Regions from separate parts of the Sus scrofa genome. Here region 2 is linked to region 1. The links are chromatin contacts, called in public HiChIP or PLAC-seq maps. All regions are on one chromosome and are shown on one strand. The core of a region is the stretch at or near the end of the contact, and the rest is flanking DNA. Distances in the headings are between cores, read along the strand shown. Region 1 overlaps C17H20orf27 (UPF0687 protein C20orf27 homolog). Region 2 overlaps ATRN (attractin).

What was found. HiChIP or PLAC-seq counts read pairs in DNA pulled down with a chosen protein or histone mark.
Region 2: a contact with region 1 is called in an H3K27ac HiChIP or PLAC-seq map of skeletal muscle. The contact joins two enhancer-like sites. A contact is called at or near these places in 5 of 47 Hi-C or Micro-C datasets (embryonic fibroblasts, epiblast stem cells, fetal heart ventricle and 1 more) and 2 of 2 datasets of contacts at active chromatin or transcription factors (alveolar macrophages and skeletal muscle).

The regions. Positions count from the first base shown.
Region 1 is chr17:31,949,127-31,956,986 of Sscrofa11.1, forward strand. C17H20orf27 (UPF0687 protein C20orf27 homolog) reads left to right here. Exons shown (of 6, transcript XM_021077382.1): 2 at 1,043-1,159; 3 at 2,865-3,007; 4 at 5,683-5,821; 5 at 6,592-6,714; 6 at 6,951-7,628. The coding sequence starts at 1,141. The coding sequence ends at 7,051. HSPA12B (heat shock 70 kDa protein 12B) reads right to left here. Exons shown (of 13, transcript XM_021077380.1): 13 at 5,355-7,860. Among named protein-coding and RNA genes, the nearest start is that of C17H20orf27, 10 kb to the left of the region's middle. Within about 2 kb of position 4,790, at least 14 of the 83 cell types and tissues checked have an H3K27ac peak or open chromatin away from gene starts, as enhancers often do. A contact at or near this core is called in skeletal muscle, where this site is marked.
Region 2 is chr17:32,132,314-32,140,173 of Sscrofa11.1, forward strand. ATRN (attractin) reads right to left here. Exons shown (of 30, transcript XM_021077392.1): 15 at 7,705-7,860; 16 at 5,003-5,222; 17 at 3,083-3,268; 18 at 2,154-2,387. Among named protein-coding and RNA genes, the nearest start is that of GFRA4, 96 kb to the left of the region's middle. Within about 2 kb of position 3,823, at least 1 of the 83 cell types and tissues checked has an H3K27ac peak or open chromatin away from gene starts, as enhancers often do. A contact at or near this core is called in skeletal muscle, where this site is marked.

The DNA.
Region 1 (7,860 bases), core at 3,540-6,039:
TAAGGATCCGGCGTTGCCGAGAGCTGGATCTGGTGTTGCTGTGGCTGTGGTGTAGGCTGGTGGCTACAGCTCGGATTCGACCCCTAGGCTGGGAACTTCCATACGCTGTAGGTGTGGCCCTAAAGAGAACTTCCATACGCTGTAGGTGTGGCCCTAAAGAGACACACACACACACACACACACACACACACACGGTCGACTGACATCACATCCCTCCATTGCAAACTCATTCCCTTTAACCGTGTTGGTGCGCATCCACTTCAATCTTCGCCCTCTTGGTTCAGCCACTGGCTGGCGTTGCTTCCAGCATTTATTTTTGTGGGGTTGCAGAATTATGTAGCATCTGATCATTCCTTTGTTAAAGAAGAGCTGTCCTTTAACCACCAGGGCAGTTTGGTTCCAGCAGGGGCCAAGACAGGCTGAATTATTTCTTTATGGCCAATTTTCAGAGTAGGGAGCTAGAGCATTGCTATCATCAGTAGTGACAAATGAAGATTTGTTTGTTTTGCTTTCTCTCTTTTTGGTAATCTCTGTGAGTGCTCTGACTTTATGTAATTCCATCTGTTTCATCAGTTGCACTCATTATTCTTTTTGATGCTGAGATGGTCTCAGCCCAGCCTATCAGAGGCCAGACTGCTTACATAGGCTTCCTGGGGGCGCCGCCCACTGTTTCTGCCCTGAGGCTGCCCTTGGGGAGCTGAGCTGGGAGGCCAGCCAGAGAATCAAGCCACAGTCTGAATGGTGGGCTTTGATGAGGGCAGCCCCTCCACGGGTGTCCTGTATATGACCCTGGCCAATCACCAGGAAGGAAAGCTCTAAGGACATGTTATGTTACATGGGCCCCCATAAGAGTCCTGTGCTGGTGCTTTGGTGCCTAGAAGCAGCAGCTCAGTACATGCTGGCTGGGCCTTGGGTCAGTAGCTGTCAGGCGAGGGTAGGGGCTCTTGATGACTGTGGAGGATGGGTGGAAGAGAATCTCTGTCCCCCAGCCACAGGCCCATCAGTGGCTCTGACTCCGGCCTCCCCATTCCCCACCCATCAGGCGCCCGCTGGTGTCCCTGGAGCATGGGAGGCTGCTGAGCTTGGCCGGTGGTGTCTGGCAGGAGCTGCGTGTCTCACCCCGTGGCAGGGAGGGCGTCCATGGCTGCAGCCAACAAGGGTGAGTGCCTGCCTGGCCTGGTGGGGTTTGCAGAGTCTTCCAGGGGGCCTTGGTGGGAAGGGGCGTTGTTGCATGTGGGGCCTGCATTCGCTGTGTGTGTGTGTGTGTGTGTGAGAGAGACAGACAGACAGGCAGACAGAGATACAGGGAGAGAGGGAGAGTACACGAATCACATCAGTAATTACATCGGTGTTTGTGCTAGGGACACCCAAGCCCTAGCAGGGAGCCTGGGGACCCCTGTTGGCTCCTTGGTGTGCTGATCTGTGGAGGTGTGTGCCCTCACGGCCCCATATTCCAGCCTCTCTGTTCCACTGTGGGGGTTGGGGAGCACAAGGGGCTTGGGGTGAGCACTGAGGCTGGGGAGGTGGGTAGGGCCATAGCAGGCTGTGAAAAGGAATCTGGGTTTCATTCAGAGTCCGGAAGGACTCATAGAAAGTTTTTGGTGACGGAGGCCTGGTGGGACATGAGGGTCAGGTCTGGGGGGGCTCAGCAGGGAATGTGGAAGTGCCAGGCTGGCCTAGGTTCTCCCACCAAAGTGACTCTGAGCAGGGCTCCTGAGGGCCCTAAGGGCTGTGGGAGTCAGAGGGAACTGGGGTCATGCTCTCAGCAAGATGGACCTCCTTTGGTTCAGGCCGTCAGCCCAGCTCCCACCACTCTGCCCACATTAAGTTCCTGACTTCCTGGCCTTGGAGGACCCAACCCAGCTGGGGACAGCCTGGGCCTTGTGGGATAGGCAGAGGAGGGAAACTTAGCTCTGGGAGGATTCCTGGAGGTTGCCCTGGGTTCTTCCTTCCCACCTGCCTGGGATCAGTGATGAGTTTTAGAGGCAGCAGCAGCCCCTCTTAAGGAGGGCTGAGTATGGTTTTTTGTGTGTTTTTTGGGGTCTTTTTGACTTTTCTAGGGCCGCTCTTGCGGCTTATGGAGGTTCCCAGGCTAGGGGTTGAATCAGAGCTGTAGCCACCGGCCTACACCAGAGCCACAGCAATGCGGGATCCGAGTCACGTCTGGGACCCACATCACAGCTCACAGCAACGCCAGATCCAAGCCGTGTCTGCGACCTACACCACAGCTCATGGCAACACCGGATCCTTAACTCACTGAGCAAGGCTAGGGATCGAACCCACAACCTCATGGTTCCTAGTCGGATTCGTTAACCACTGAGCCACCATGGGAACTCCTGAGTATGGTTTTTGACCTTCTGTTTCTCTAGCCCCCAGGGCAGGTCCCACAGAGTCAGTTCCTGTCCCTGCCCTCCTCCCCTCTGAGGTAGGGGTCAGTAGGAGGGGCAGGCAGGAGGCCTCAGACACTGATGACCTGGAAGAGGAGATCCCAGAGATGGGGGGCTTGGCCCTTCGGGGGAGCACGGGGCGGGGTGTCCTGAGGACCAGGGCAGAGTCCCGCACTGCCTGATGTTTGCTGAGTCTCTTCCCTGTCAGCCCCATTCTCTCTAAGCGAAGGGTCGTACCAGCTAACCCCTGAATGCTCCCCCACAGCCACTCAGGATGAGTCCTGTCTGGGGAGGATGAGCAGGTAGGGGCAGGTGAGAGCCTCAAGCCTCCTGATCTCCATTATCCAGTAAGATGCAGCCCAGCTGTGGATGCTGGGTGATGTGAAGGGCAGGGGGCAGGGCGGCGACATGTTGCAGCTGGTTCCTGGGGAGCAGCAAAGGCGACAGCCCCCGGAGCCTCTCTCACTCTCTTCATAGGCAACAAGCCCAGAGTCCGGAGTATCCGCTTTGCAACAGGCCATGATGCAGAAGGCTCCCAGAGCCATGTCCACTTTGATGAGAAGCTGCATGACTCCGTGGTCATGGTCAGCCAGGAGAGTGAGAGCAGCTTTCTGGTCAAGGTATGTGGCAATGCCCCCCAATCCCCTCCTCCCTCACCCCCGGTCCCCGCCCAATCAGCCTGGCTTCCTGAGCCTGCTGCATTTCCTCTAAGCTGGCTCCAGAGGCACATCTTTGTCCTTCCCTGGGCCTTGGTTTCCCCATCTGTAAAATGGAAAGTGTGAAACCACAATGAGATGAGTGTACTTAGGATGGTATTTGCATGGAAGTGGAGCTGTTGCTATGGGCATCACCACCACCATGACAATTGCGATCAGAAGGCAGTTGTCACGGCTGTGGTATCACAGGTCTGGGTTCAAGTTCATGCCTGCTGTTCTGGCTTTGTGACCTTGGGCAGGTCATCTCAGTTTTCTCTTCTCTGAAGTAGAGACAGTTCACACCCCAAGGAGTTGGAAATGGAAGGAGGTACGGGTGTCACACAGGCGTGAGGCTAATTATGCTCATAACAAGGTGTGACTTTATTTACTCTTCTTTGCCAAACCTCTGGCTGATTTAAGCTCTTTGCAGTAGTAGTTATCCGCTCCCCGCTCCACCCCGTGTTTTTCTCGCTCTCCCTCTCCTCGTGGCCACACCTCACACACCCTCTACTGTGGCTCCTCCAACTGCTGGGACACTGTTGGATCCCACAGCCACTTGGGAGGGGCAGGATTAATTGGGGAACACGGCCTTCGGGTTGGATAGTAAACCAGAGCTCCAGAGTTGAGCCCTGGAGGGCTTGGCGGTGGGGGTGTGGCATCCGGTCTGTTGAGACCACCCTGAAGAGGGGCCCAGATTCAGACCCATTTTTGGCCAACTCTAAAACCCTTGCTCTTTCTCCTACAGCTGACAGCTTCCACAGGGGAATAAACAGAATGAACCCAAACTTTCAAAAATAGCTCCCCGCCTCCCGTTGCAAAATCCATTCATGTCCGTTAGAGAAACTGTGGAAGACAGAGCAAACTACAAAGAAATTTACAAGTACCCGCAGTCATACTATCCAGAAATAACCATGGTTAATATTTTGATGTGCGTCATTCCAGTTCCTTTATTAGCTTCGTTTCCAAAAACAAAAAGCTGGTATCACACTACACACTGTTTTTTGCTTGCTTCTGTTGTGAACCATCTCCTGCCTGTGTCAGTAAATAATTTTCCACGAGATTTTACAACTGCCTGGTGTTCCATTATATGTATTATCATTGATTTAGCTGGTTTCCCCATTCCTGGTGTTATGGTTGTTTCTATTTTGTATTAAGTAGAGCAGTGACAAGTATTTTTTTGCACATCTGAGTATTCCCCTGGAAAATTCTGCAAATGGTGGAGCTGGATTCAGGGTCACCATTGGCAGGTACAACCAGAAAGCCCTCTCAGTTCCTGCTGTGGTTCAGTGGAAGCAAACCTGACTAGCATCCATGAGGATGCAGGTTTGATCCTTGGCCTTGCTCAGTGAGTTAAGGACCCGGTGTTGCCGTGAGCTGTGGTGTAGATCACAGATGCGACTCAGATTCCATGTTGCTGTGGCTGTGGCATAGGTTGGCAGCTACAGCTCTGATTCGACTCCTAGCCTGGGAACCTTCATATGCCGCGGGTAAAGCCCTAAAAAGCAAAGCAAAACAAAACAAAAGAGAGAGAGAAAGAAAGAAAGCCCTCTTCAGAGGTGTGCCCTCTACCAGCAGAGTGGGGGGGAGGGCAGGGACTGAGCTTTAATTGTGCAGTGACATCATCCTGATCCCACTGAAGGGCTCTCTCAGGGACAAGGCCACCTAGTTCCTGAAACTGAGGAGAGCGTGTGCCCCTGCAAGGACACACATTGCTGCACCCCTGTGCCTCCTGGACTGGCACTCCAGTCAGCCGACCCACCCTGGCTCTGACCCTTCATACGACTGGAGTTTCTAAGGATGGCATCTGTCCCAGAGGGCATGGGTTGCCAAGCTCTGTGCATGAACAACAGAAATTGCTCAGGCCGTGAATCAAGGCTTTGGGGCACAGAGAGCCTTTGAGTAGGCAGGCAGGCAGGCATCCGTGTCCACGTGCCAACAGGGCAGGCTGGAGCCTGAGTTCCATGGCTGGTGCCAGGCCTGTCGGTCAGCTCTGGACTGACACAGCTGGCCTAGTGTCACTTTTTGTAGTTCTGTCCCACCCTCCATCATGTGCTGTGTTGCCTGGTGGCTCCACGTGAGTGACTAAAGGACCAGGGGTCTGATCCTGGCCTCTTAGCTCTGGGCACATACTGGTAGTGATGGGGCAGGTGGATGGCCTGTGTCATGGGGCTTTGAGCCTCCCCTGTGGCAGTGGCTGGTGACTTGCTGCGTGCCACTTGTGGCAGGAGTAGCCAAGAGGTCCGGAAAGGACTATACCCTGGCTGCAATGGCCTTCAGCCAACTGTTTCCTGGCTTCCATTTCATCACCTACAGAATGGGCCACTGAGGAACTTCAGGGCCCATGAGACAGATGCTAAGGAGTGTGCTGGCCAAGGTGTAGGGGTGGAGCCTTGGAGAAAGGGCCTGGAACTACCAGGCCAGAGGTATGGACCAGCTAGATGGAGGGAGTCAGGGTCCCCTGGGATTATGGAGGAAGCCAGTGTAGGGCCTGAGCAATTTCTGTTGCTCATGTACAGAGCTCATAGGTGGCACAACCTGGGTGGGCCCCGGGGGGAGATTGAGAGTGAAGGTGCCTCCTTACCCCACCCCTCCTGCTGCAGGTTGGCTTCCTGAAGATCCTGCACAGGTATGAGATTACCTTCACTCTGCCCCCAGTGCACAGGCTGAGCAAGGACGTCCGAGAGGCACCTGTCCCCAGCCTGCACCTCAAGCTCCTCAGCGTCATGCCCATCCCAGAAGGTGCGTCCCCTTTTCCAGCAGGGCCTGCATGTGAGTGGGAGTGAGAGCATGGGGTACTTCCGCCTCCCCACCCCGGGCAGCTCAGCACTCTGGGGCCATGATGCCTCTTTATAGGCTTGCAGTGTGGGCCCCCATCCCAGGCCACACTCTCTGGACGCAAGTCCACAGGCTCACAGAGTTGGTCTGTATCTGTTCATTGCCTGGTAGTTCCCTCAGTGGGCTGCCTAGAGCCTTCCCTTTCCTGCACCTCAGGAAGAATCCACTGGAACCTCAGGACCTCCAGGCAGCTACCTCCCAGCACCCACCAGACATGGGCTGCTTCTTTGTACCCTGCCAGCTTCAGCAGCTCCCCACCCCACCCCCACCAGCTCCCAAAGGCTAGGGTATCAGTTTCACCATGTGCTGAAGCCCCAGCTTCAGTTTCATGTCCCCCTACCTTCATCTCATGACCTTGCCCTTAAGCAGATTGAGCAAGCCCTCTCAGCCTTCGCCTCTTGCCACCTGATCTGCTTGAGCCCTGCCCTACTCCTCCCTCCCGTCACCCCCTCTCCCCACCTACCTTACTGGGGAGTCCCACCTCTTGGAAGCCTGTGGGCGAAGTCATGTGGAGCTCACTGAAAAATGTGAAGTTCCAGAGGCCAGTGCGCACAGCCCTGGGGGGGTGGGTCCTGGGCCTTCCCCACTCCTTTGGAGGAGTCAGCCAGTCCTGGGGGGCAATGGGTGCTGGGGGTCGGGGCGGGAGGCTGCAGAGATGTCGATCACCTGGGCAGGTTACAGCGTCAAGTGTGAGTACTCGGCGCACAAGGAGGGCGTCCTCAAGGAGGAGATGCTGCTGGCCTGTGAAGGTGGCACCGGCACCTGCGTGCGGGTCGTGGTACAGGCACGCGTCATGGGTGAGAGCGTGAGGCGTGGGTCTGGCTGGAGGAGGGAGGCACCCATTTGGCCACAAGGGGTTTCCCCACCCCCTTGCATCGGAGAAAGGGATCCTTGCCCCCGCCCATTCCCAGCTCCTTCGTGGGTGCCCTCCTCCCCACGCCCCTAGCGGAGCCAGGAGGGAGGGTGGCAGTTCCCTTGGAGTAGCTGGGGCTGGGCTCCAGCCTGGCATACTGACATGTCGCCTGCCTTGCAGACCGACACCACGGCACACCCATGCTGCTAGATGGTGTCAAGTGCGTGGGTGCTGAGCTTGAATACGACTCGGAGCACAGTGATTGGCACGGCTTCGACTGAGGCCCGCGCCCCCGCCTGCCTTGGGGCCCCTCAGCCTTAAACCCCACCTCCTCTCCCTGAATGCTGCGTGACGGTGTAGCTTCCGCACCCCTCCCCGGGGTGGGCATGGAGGTGGAGGGTCCAAGGGCCTCCAAGCCAGAGCCCTGCCCACACCTCTCACCTCATATGTGTGCCACCTCCCTGCCTCCCCAGCGTCCTCCTCTCCCACTTCCTCCTCTCGGTGTGCCTCAGTCTCCTGCCGGAAGAAATGGGTTGAGCCCCCAGGGAGGCTATCTGAGGAGGGATGGGGGAGAGCCTGGGGCGGGTTTTACCAACCATCCTCCCCAAGCCATAGGGGCTCCTGCCAGGGCCTGGGAGAGGAGGGAGCTGGCTCTGTGGCATAGCTGCCACCAGTATTGCTGCTGCTGTCTCGCTTTGGCCACCTCTCCTGTCCCCTCCCTCTTTTCCACTGCTGTCCATGGTGAGTAGGAGGGAGGTGCGGTCCCCAGCCCCTACTCCCCAGGTCTGTGTTACTTGGTTTTTAAATGACTGGTTGGGCTAAAATCCTAAAGAAATAAAACTTCCATTGGACACCAGAGGCCAGCAGGATATTTTTGTTCTCCAGGGCTCTGAGGATGCCCACCCTTCTGCAGTTGAGCCAAGGAACAGTTCTGGCTAAACTCATTCTTTTTGGAGGCAGGGTCACTTCATGGTATTACAGCCCCCAGCCCCCAAAGATGTATGCATAGGTGGTGGCATTTTAGGCCTGGGAACAGTCGCCAAGACGGAGTTTGAATGGGGAGCCTTCTGCCCAGGTCAGAGCTTGGTCT
Region 2 (7,860 bases), core at 2,573-5,072, 180 kb after region 1:
ATCAAAAGTTGGTTTCTCATTTTATTTTGCGTTTTCCTGTTTTCTCGATTTCCTTTTCTGAGAATGACTGGACATCCTTTGCCCACTTTTTCTGCTGGGCTGACATTTGGCTTTTCTTCTCCTGAAAGGTAGAGGCTTACATATTCTGGATGATAACCATTTGCTATATACACTACAGGTATTTTCTCCCAGTCTGAGACCCCTTGTTTACAGTGGTCTTTCCCTTACAGACATCCTCACAAAGAGCCCTGTGGCCAGAAGCACCATTCTCATCCACTAACCTCTTGGGCGTCCTGGCACCTGCCTAGCCTCCCCCAACTGTTCTGGAGGCCCATCGGTACATTCCTTAGTAGTTACTGAAAGTCTGAGGCAAAGGCCAATTTCCCAGGGTTGGCGTCTCAGGACAGCTACCCCATAGGTCAAGGCCCAAACTTTAGGTCAGCTAAAGGTCTATTCCTTCTTGCATCAACTACTGGAAAGGACAGAGAGAAGGGAAGGATGGGGAGAAGGGAAGGGAGGGAGGGAGGAGGGGAGGGGAGGGCAAAGAGCCGGGGGGAGAAAGGCAAGCAAGGCAGGCTGCATTTTTCCTTTTTCTCTCTTGTCAGAGGGAAAGAGTGTTTTCCTTCTCCCTTTTCTAAGAGCATTTCATTATGAAAACCTGTGTTTGAAAACCCACAGAAGCCTCAGGTTAGCACCAAGATGGAGGGATATTTTTCTTAAGGACTAATGAGCCATCTTTTTGAAATGTAAACATCAAGGTAGGCAGCGCCCTACCCACCGCCTCCACTATGGGAATGGGTCCAAACTGTCACCATCTGCTTGGTTTTTGTTTTTTTTTTCCTCCATTGGGTAAAGATAATAACTAATACAGGTGGCCATCTAGGCAAATTGAGAATAAACTATGAAAGAATGTAGAGCAAACAGTGCTGTCAAAACCTCTCACATGAAGACAAGGTATCTTCATTTTGAGAACATGTATATGACAGATTATACATGCTGGGCTGTTTAGAAGGGTGGAATTTCTCTGACTTTGCATTCTCATTAGTGGATTGCGGCGATGGGCACCACAGTCTGGTTTAATGCTTATTCAATAATAAAACAGTTCTTTCGTTTCTGCATCTGTGGAGAGGAATCTGGGGGTTGGCAGATATTATTTTTAGTCTTCCCCCCAACAATTGCTATGATGTACTTTTTTTTTGGTCTTTTTGCCATTTCTTGGGCCACTGCCGCAGCATACGGAGGTTCCCAGGCTTGGGGTCTAATCGGAGCTGTTGCCGCCAGCCTATGCCAGAGCCACAGCAACGCGGGATCCGAGCCGCGTCTGCGACCTACACCACAGCTCACGGCAACGCCGGATCGTTAACCCACCGAGCAAGGGCAGGGATCGAACCTGCAACCTCATGTTTCCTGGTCAGATTCGTTAACCACTGCGCCATGACGGGAACTCCTGATGTATTTTTAAGTAAAAAGAAAACTGCAGAATAATATATATCATATGCATAGTATACAGCATAGTATTTTTTATTTTAAAAATATGTATCTAGCGGTATCTATATTACACTCCTATAAGTCTTCTATGAAGAACTGGGATGAAAAGAGGAATTCTAGTTTTTTTTTTTAATCTGCATCTCTAATATTTAATTTTTTATAATGAACACATTTTATTACTTTTGTAGTAAAAGCAAAATAACTCACTTGAAGTCCTTAGTATTTTCACTAATTGACATCAAAAATATTTTTCGGAGTTCCGTCATGGCGCAGTGGTTAACGAATCCGACTAGGAACCATGAGACTGTGGGTTCGGTCCCTGCCCTTGCTCGGTGGGTTAATGATTCGGCGTTGCCGTGAGCTGTGGTGTAGCTTGCAGACGTGGCTCGGATCCCGCGTTGCTGTGGCTCTGGCGTCGGCTGGCGGCTACAGCTCCGATTTGACCCCTAGCCTGGGAACCTCCATATGCCACGGGAGCGGCCCAAGAAATGGCAAAAAAAGCCAAAAAAAAAAAAAATTTTTTTTCATATTAAACTATTCATCCTAAAACGATCTGTTACATTTTTTTCTTAAAGAAAATCCATATAAATAATGTAGCTTTCAAGGCATGCATCTTTGTAAACGGGTAGTGAAACACTTGATTCTGGATACACAAGGCATCTTACCTGGACAATGGATGAAAGACCAGTTGTATCTGCTGTCCTCCAGACACATGCTGGAATTGAGAAGGGGCTGTGGATAGGAACTTCCTGAGGGGGCCTGAGAAGGCATCTTCACTGGTCCTTTATAGGAGCCCTCTATGCATTTCCCTTTGCCAGTATTGCTGGGATCAGTACACCAGCCACAGCCTGGTTGCTCCAAGCAATGGCTACAGGTACAGTAGCCTGAACAATTTTCAGCTATAAAAAAACATGTTATAATTCACTATCACATTATGTAAATTCATTAAATTTACCCTTTTCTTTTTCTTCTTTTTTTTTTTTTTTTGGCCACATCCACAGCAAAAGAAGTTCCTGGGACAGGGACTGAACCCACGTCACAGCAGTGACCCAAACCACTGCTGTGACATGTTAACCCACTGCGCCACCAGGGAATTCCTAAATCACCTTTTTCTTTAAAAGACTATTCAACTTCTATGAGTCAAACTTTCTATTCTATTGTGACTGTTTAAACGACATAATAAATCTTTAAAGAGCCCATATTTTGCCTGACATATAATAGAGACTACGCCCCTCCTCTCTCAATCCCAGGATATTGGAGGCAGAAGAGACCTTAGAGATTATCAACTGGAAAACACTTTCTTCATGAATTCGGGGAATAAGACATGGAAATATTACATGGATTAAGCAATATGATACTGAGGCTGGATAAGTTATTTCTGTACTCAGAAACTATCCTCCGTCTATTTACGTGGGTCAATGTGCTTGATTCTGCCTGCAGGTTCACGTCAGGCAGTCTCTGGACAGACCTGAGCAGAAGGCCAAGTCTGGTCTCATCCCTAGAATGTTCAGAGGCTGTCAGCACTGCCCTAACACAAGAGTTGTCGCCCAAACACATGGCACTTGTGAGTGCCTAGAGCTCACTCTTCACTCACGGGGGCAGCTGCTCATGGTGTACCACTCCATGCACTGGCCGAAGGGGAAGGAGGCCACATAGGCATTGGAGTCCACACACTGCTTCATGTTGCTGCACCACATGCACTCCGAGCTGCCGCTGGTACACTCTCCACACGCCGTCCGCAAGGCACATGGCGTCCGGCACTGCTTGGCACTGTGGTTCGCTGGAAAGTAAACCCAAGAGAGACACTTGAAGCTTTGCAAAGGTCGAAGACTTTTCAGTGTGGGCTATGACCCACTAGTGTGTCATGAAATAGAGTCAGTGGATTATACTAAATGAAGAAGAAAATATAAAGTCTTAGGTCATTGCGTAGTGTCTAGTAAACTCTATTTATATGGGGGGGGCGGTTTTTCTTTTCAAAGAGCATTGAGGACAGACATGAGGAAAACAGGCTAACCTCTCCACAAGAGAAGTGTTCTAAAGTTCCTTACAATCAGGGTTTTTACCACCCATCGAGGCAAAACTGTCTCTTTGTATATTTGGGGCCAAGAAAAATTACAGTGCTCATTAAATTCACCAAAGCATTCGGGATCCCAAATGGCTGAAAAGCTCCCCTCACGGGAAGGTTAGAAATCATATCTGAAGGTGACTCCTACGTGCTATAAATCCTCTTCCACACCTCTGTGCTCCTCAGGCGAATTACAGGACCTTCCTATAATGAGACATGATGTCAATGGAGTCTGGCCTCCCCGAAGCATTCACAACATTCCAGCTGCTGCTTGTGAGTCCCTCGGTAGGAGGAGGACGCTGGTCTAGGGCTTGTCTGCGTGCTGGAGACGCCACCCTGTGCCTGCCCTTGAGAAGCCCAAATGTCCCCAGAGGAGAGCTTCAGGCCTGTGAGGCTGCCCCACACGTCAGTGCCTTCTGCACTCTCCTGCAAGTTCAGTGTGCTCAAGGTTTGCTTGTTTCCTGACACAACTGCTGCCATTATTTTTCTCCCCACTGACGCTGTCTTTCTGTCCACTGTCTCTGCAGTGGTCTGCCTGATTTTCGATCTTTTCTTTGCATTTTTTTTTTTTCCCTTTTTAGGGCAACACCCATGGCATATGGAAATTCCCAGGCAAGGGGCTGAATTGGAGCTGCAGCTGCCAGCCTACACCACAGCCATAGCAACGCAGGATCCGAGCTGCATCTTTGGTCTACACCACAGTTCATGGCAACGCTGGATCCTTTAACCTGTTGAGAGAGGCCAGAGAGCGAACCCCCATCTTAATGGGGTTTGTTTTTGCTGAGCCAAACAGAAATTCCTTCTTTGCATTAAAATTTATTTATTTATTTATTTTTGTCTTTTTGTCTTTTTAGGGCTGCACCTGCTGCACATGCAGGTTTCCAGGCTAGGGGTCTAAATGGAGCTGAAGCTGCCGGCCTATGCCAGAGCCACAGCAATGTCAGATCTGAGCCGTATCTGCGACCTACACCACAGCTCACGGCAACACTGGATCATTAACCCACTGACCGAGGCCAGGGATCAAACCCACAACGTCATGGCTCCTAGTCGGATTTGTTTCTGCTGCACCATGACAGGAACTCCAAATTTTTTTATTAAAGTATTTTCTTTGCATTTTTTTGTTCCTTCTTCCATAGCATTTTTCTGCCAACACCAAGAAATCTGCCTTTCAGCATGGATCAATACCTTTAGTGGTCAACAAACCAATTAATCTCACTATTAATGAGAATATCAATGTTAAGTTATCTTTGTTTTTGCTTATGGCTCACACTATTCATAGCCAGAGACAACTTGCTTCTGCTTTAAAAATCCCAGGTTATATTCTGTTTCACATGCTTGAAATCAAGACTCTCTCTGTTTTTCATGAAAATGTTACAATACTTAACTATGCTTTCTACAGTTTCTCTTCCAAAAAACTTCCAGTAACGCAAAATTCACCCATGTACTTACCAGGCCTCTCACAGACACTACCGTTGAGAGGGTTGATGCAGGTTGCAGCCTTTAAGCCCCGACTACTGGGCTCTGACAAGATTCCACAGAATCCAGCATCACTGGGCTCAGATGGCATCCACTGTAGCAAACTATTTGTGAATGGGGACATATCTTCCCAGCACCAGTAGGACACATTAATCTTCCGAAGGCCAACCCATGGGGTTAAGGTGAGTTTGGACTGTAGGCAAAACAGGCACAGCTATGAAAATAATCAATGTCTTGACCAAAATAGGCTTTTAGATAAAAACCATTAAGTTACATTTACCCAAAAGATATAGGAAAACTTTCCTATCCCGAATCAGCCACGGCAGACCATCATTTCTATGCTACATATCATGCCTGGCACTTTAACACGGTCATTTGACAAAGGACAGAAATGTAACTCAGAGAAGACATCAGAAATTTCGCAGAGATTAATAACAAAGTAATAATTAGGCTCCTAAATTTCTTTGACAAATGCTATGAAGAAACAACTACCTCCAACTTGGCTGAAATATCTATTTATACGTGAAATATTGATTATAGGCCTACCCTCAGGTCATTATCTAAGCCTGTTTTGGGAGTTCCACTAGGTGAGATGATTGAAGATTCCCACTTCAAACGAGGGGGGTATCGGCTGTCACTGAATTTTATGGGGAATAATAGGACAATGGATTCCTGGGAGAGTCTGTTTCCTGCTCTACTGAAATTTCCTTTTTGTTGCAATTAAAAAAAACATTGAACAAAGTTTAGCACAGAAATGAAAGGCATTTTTAATTTTGGCAGTTAGAAAACAAAATGTACAGTATTTCCATTTTTGAGAGGAAAAAATAAACATGCCTATTAAAAGACCTAAAAGAATTAAAAACACCCCAAGTAGTTATTTTTAGTTGTAATGAGTGATATTTATTTTCTTATTTTTAATGTATTTTAAAAATTTCCTTAGAAATACGTATTACTTCTAAGGAATAATAAGGAAAGATAATTACAAACACCCTTAAAAGTCTTTCAATAACCTCCTTTTGTTTTCATGATAAAATTTCAAGCCATCAGCATGGTAGACAAGGTCTCCAAGGATTGAGAAAATCCTTTAGCTACAGCAATACCCTTCCATCCAGCCTGCAGCCAGCCACACAAACTTACCTGCAGTACATCCCTCAATCTCTGCATCTTAAACATGGGGGACCTAATGCACAGAGAAACCAACTCATTCCTTCTCATCCTCACGCTTACCTCGTCTAGCTGCCCGTCAGCCAGCCTCTGCCCTAAAGGCTACAGTGCTCTTCCTTATTTTTTCCATTCAAGCCTGGGCTCTACGTATAAACTGACAGCCGTGAAAGCACATTACACTTTAGTTGTCTCTCATTTGTCAGTCCTTTGTCACAAGACCATGAATTCCTGTTGTATAAAGGTGATCCCAGCAGATTAAACTATTCAGAACTTTCTAGAGCTCGGAAACCTAAGGATGAGAGACGAAGGACCAGAAGATCCATCTGTGCCAGCTGGGATGGCTGACCCCTTCTCACCAGGTATCCTTTCAGAGATATGGAACTGGGGGTTGTTCATAAAGGGCAAAGTTGTAAGCCATCAATTTTCCAAGGGAGTGACTAAATTTAGGATGGGCAAAGAGCCAAGGACAGAACATTGGGAAAGGCCTATTTGTGGAGATGAGGAAAAGAGAAACAAACAACATGGGTAGTTTCCAGTGGAGACTAAGAAATTTGAAACATCTTTCAAAATATCATAAGACATCAAATGAGGCCGCAGTGTCCCCCGAGTTAATCATATTTATAATGTACCAATGGTAGTTTGAGTATCCAAACCATACCAAAGTTGCACTGGAAAAAAAGACTGGAGTAAAATAAAATACAGGGCACCTCCTACCATCACAGGATGCTGCCCTAGGTGGTACACAGAGGCCACGTGTAGCCAAGACCCAGACCACACTTCCCATGTCCTTTCCACAGAAGGGCTGCCCAGTCCTCCTACCTGCTGGATGAGAAGAACATTTCCCCCTAACTGCTCTGTACCAAAGCCAGCGGTGTTGAAAAGGCCTTGTCCTGTGAGTAGCTACCTAAGTGAAGGTATCACCACAGTTATAGGACTCTGGACTCAAAAAGACAAAATGTGATTGTGGAATATCAACTACAAACTGCCTGAGAGTGAGAACCTGGGGCCCTTCTATGCCCAGAAACTCTTGATAAGGGGTCCTTTCCTTTGGGGCTGGCCAGACCTGAAAAAGACCCAAATGGCTGTCCACTTCTTGGGAGGATTAACATTAAATCATATTACACACTGCAGCGAAATCTGAGAGACTCAGGTGGCTAAATGCAATGCAGCTGATTAGTAATGGCGCTGCCCTCCCCAACCTCAGCAGAACCCAGGGATAAAACAGATATGGAACCATCCACTGTTCTCACAGGCTCTGTTCACATGTACACACGTTACCATTCAGTACAAACGTACTTATCCATATATCTGTTAATGTAATGGCTATGACTAAGAAAAATAAAATGTTGGAAATTTAAGCTAAGAAAGAAGATATTAAAGGAAGCAAATCCAACTGTGCAGTTCCACTGTCTATGACGCTGCACCTACCAGCCCCCTCCTGCCAAGCACATCACAGGGAAGCTGTAGTCATGTTCTCAGCAGAAGCTTAAGTTCGGTGGATTTTCACTCACCATGCTCTGAGAAGACTGCATGGTTCGCAGCTGCTTAAGGACAAATTCCACCTTCTTCTGGGTTGTAAGAGAAGCCAAAAAGGCATTGTGGTTCCTGCAGGACAATTTTGCATTGTCGTAATTCTCCTTGGCAGTAGTAATTTTCAAACATGAGTT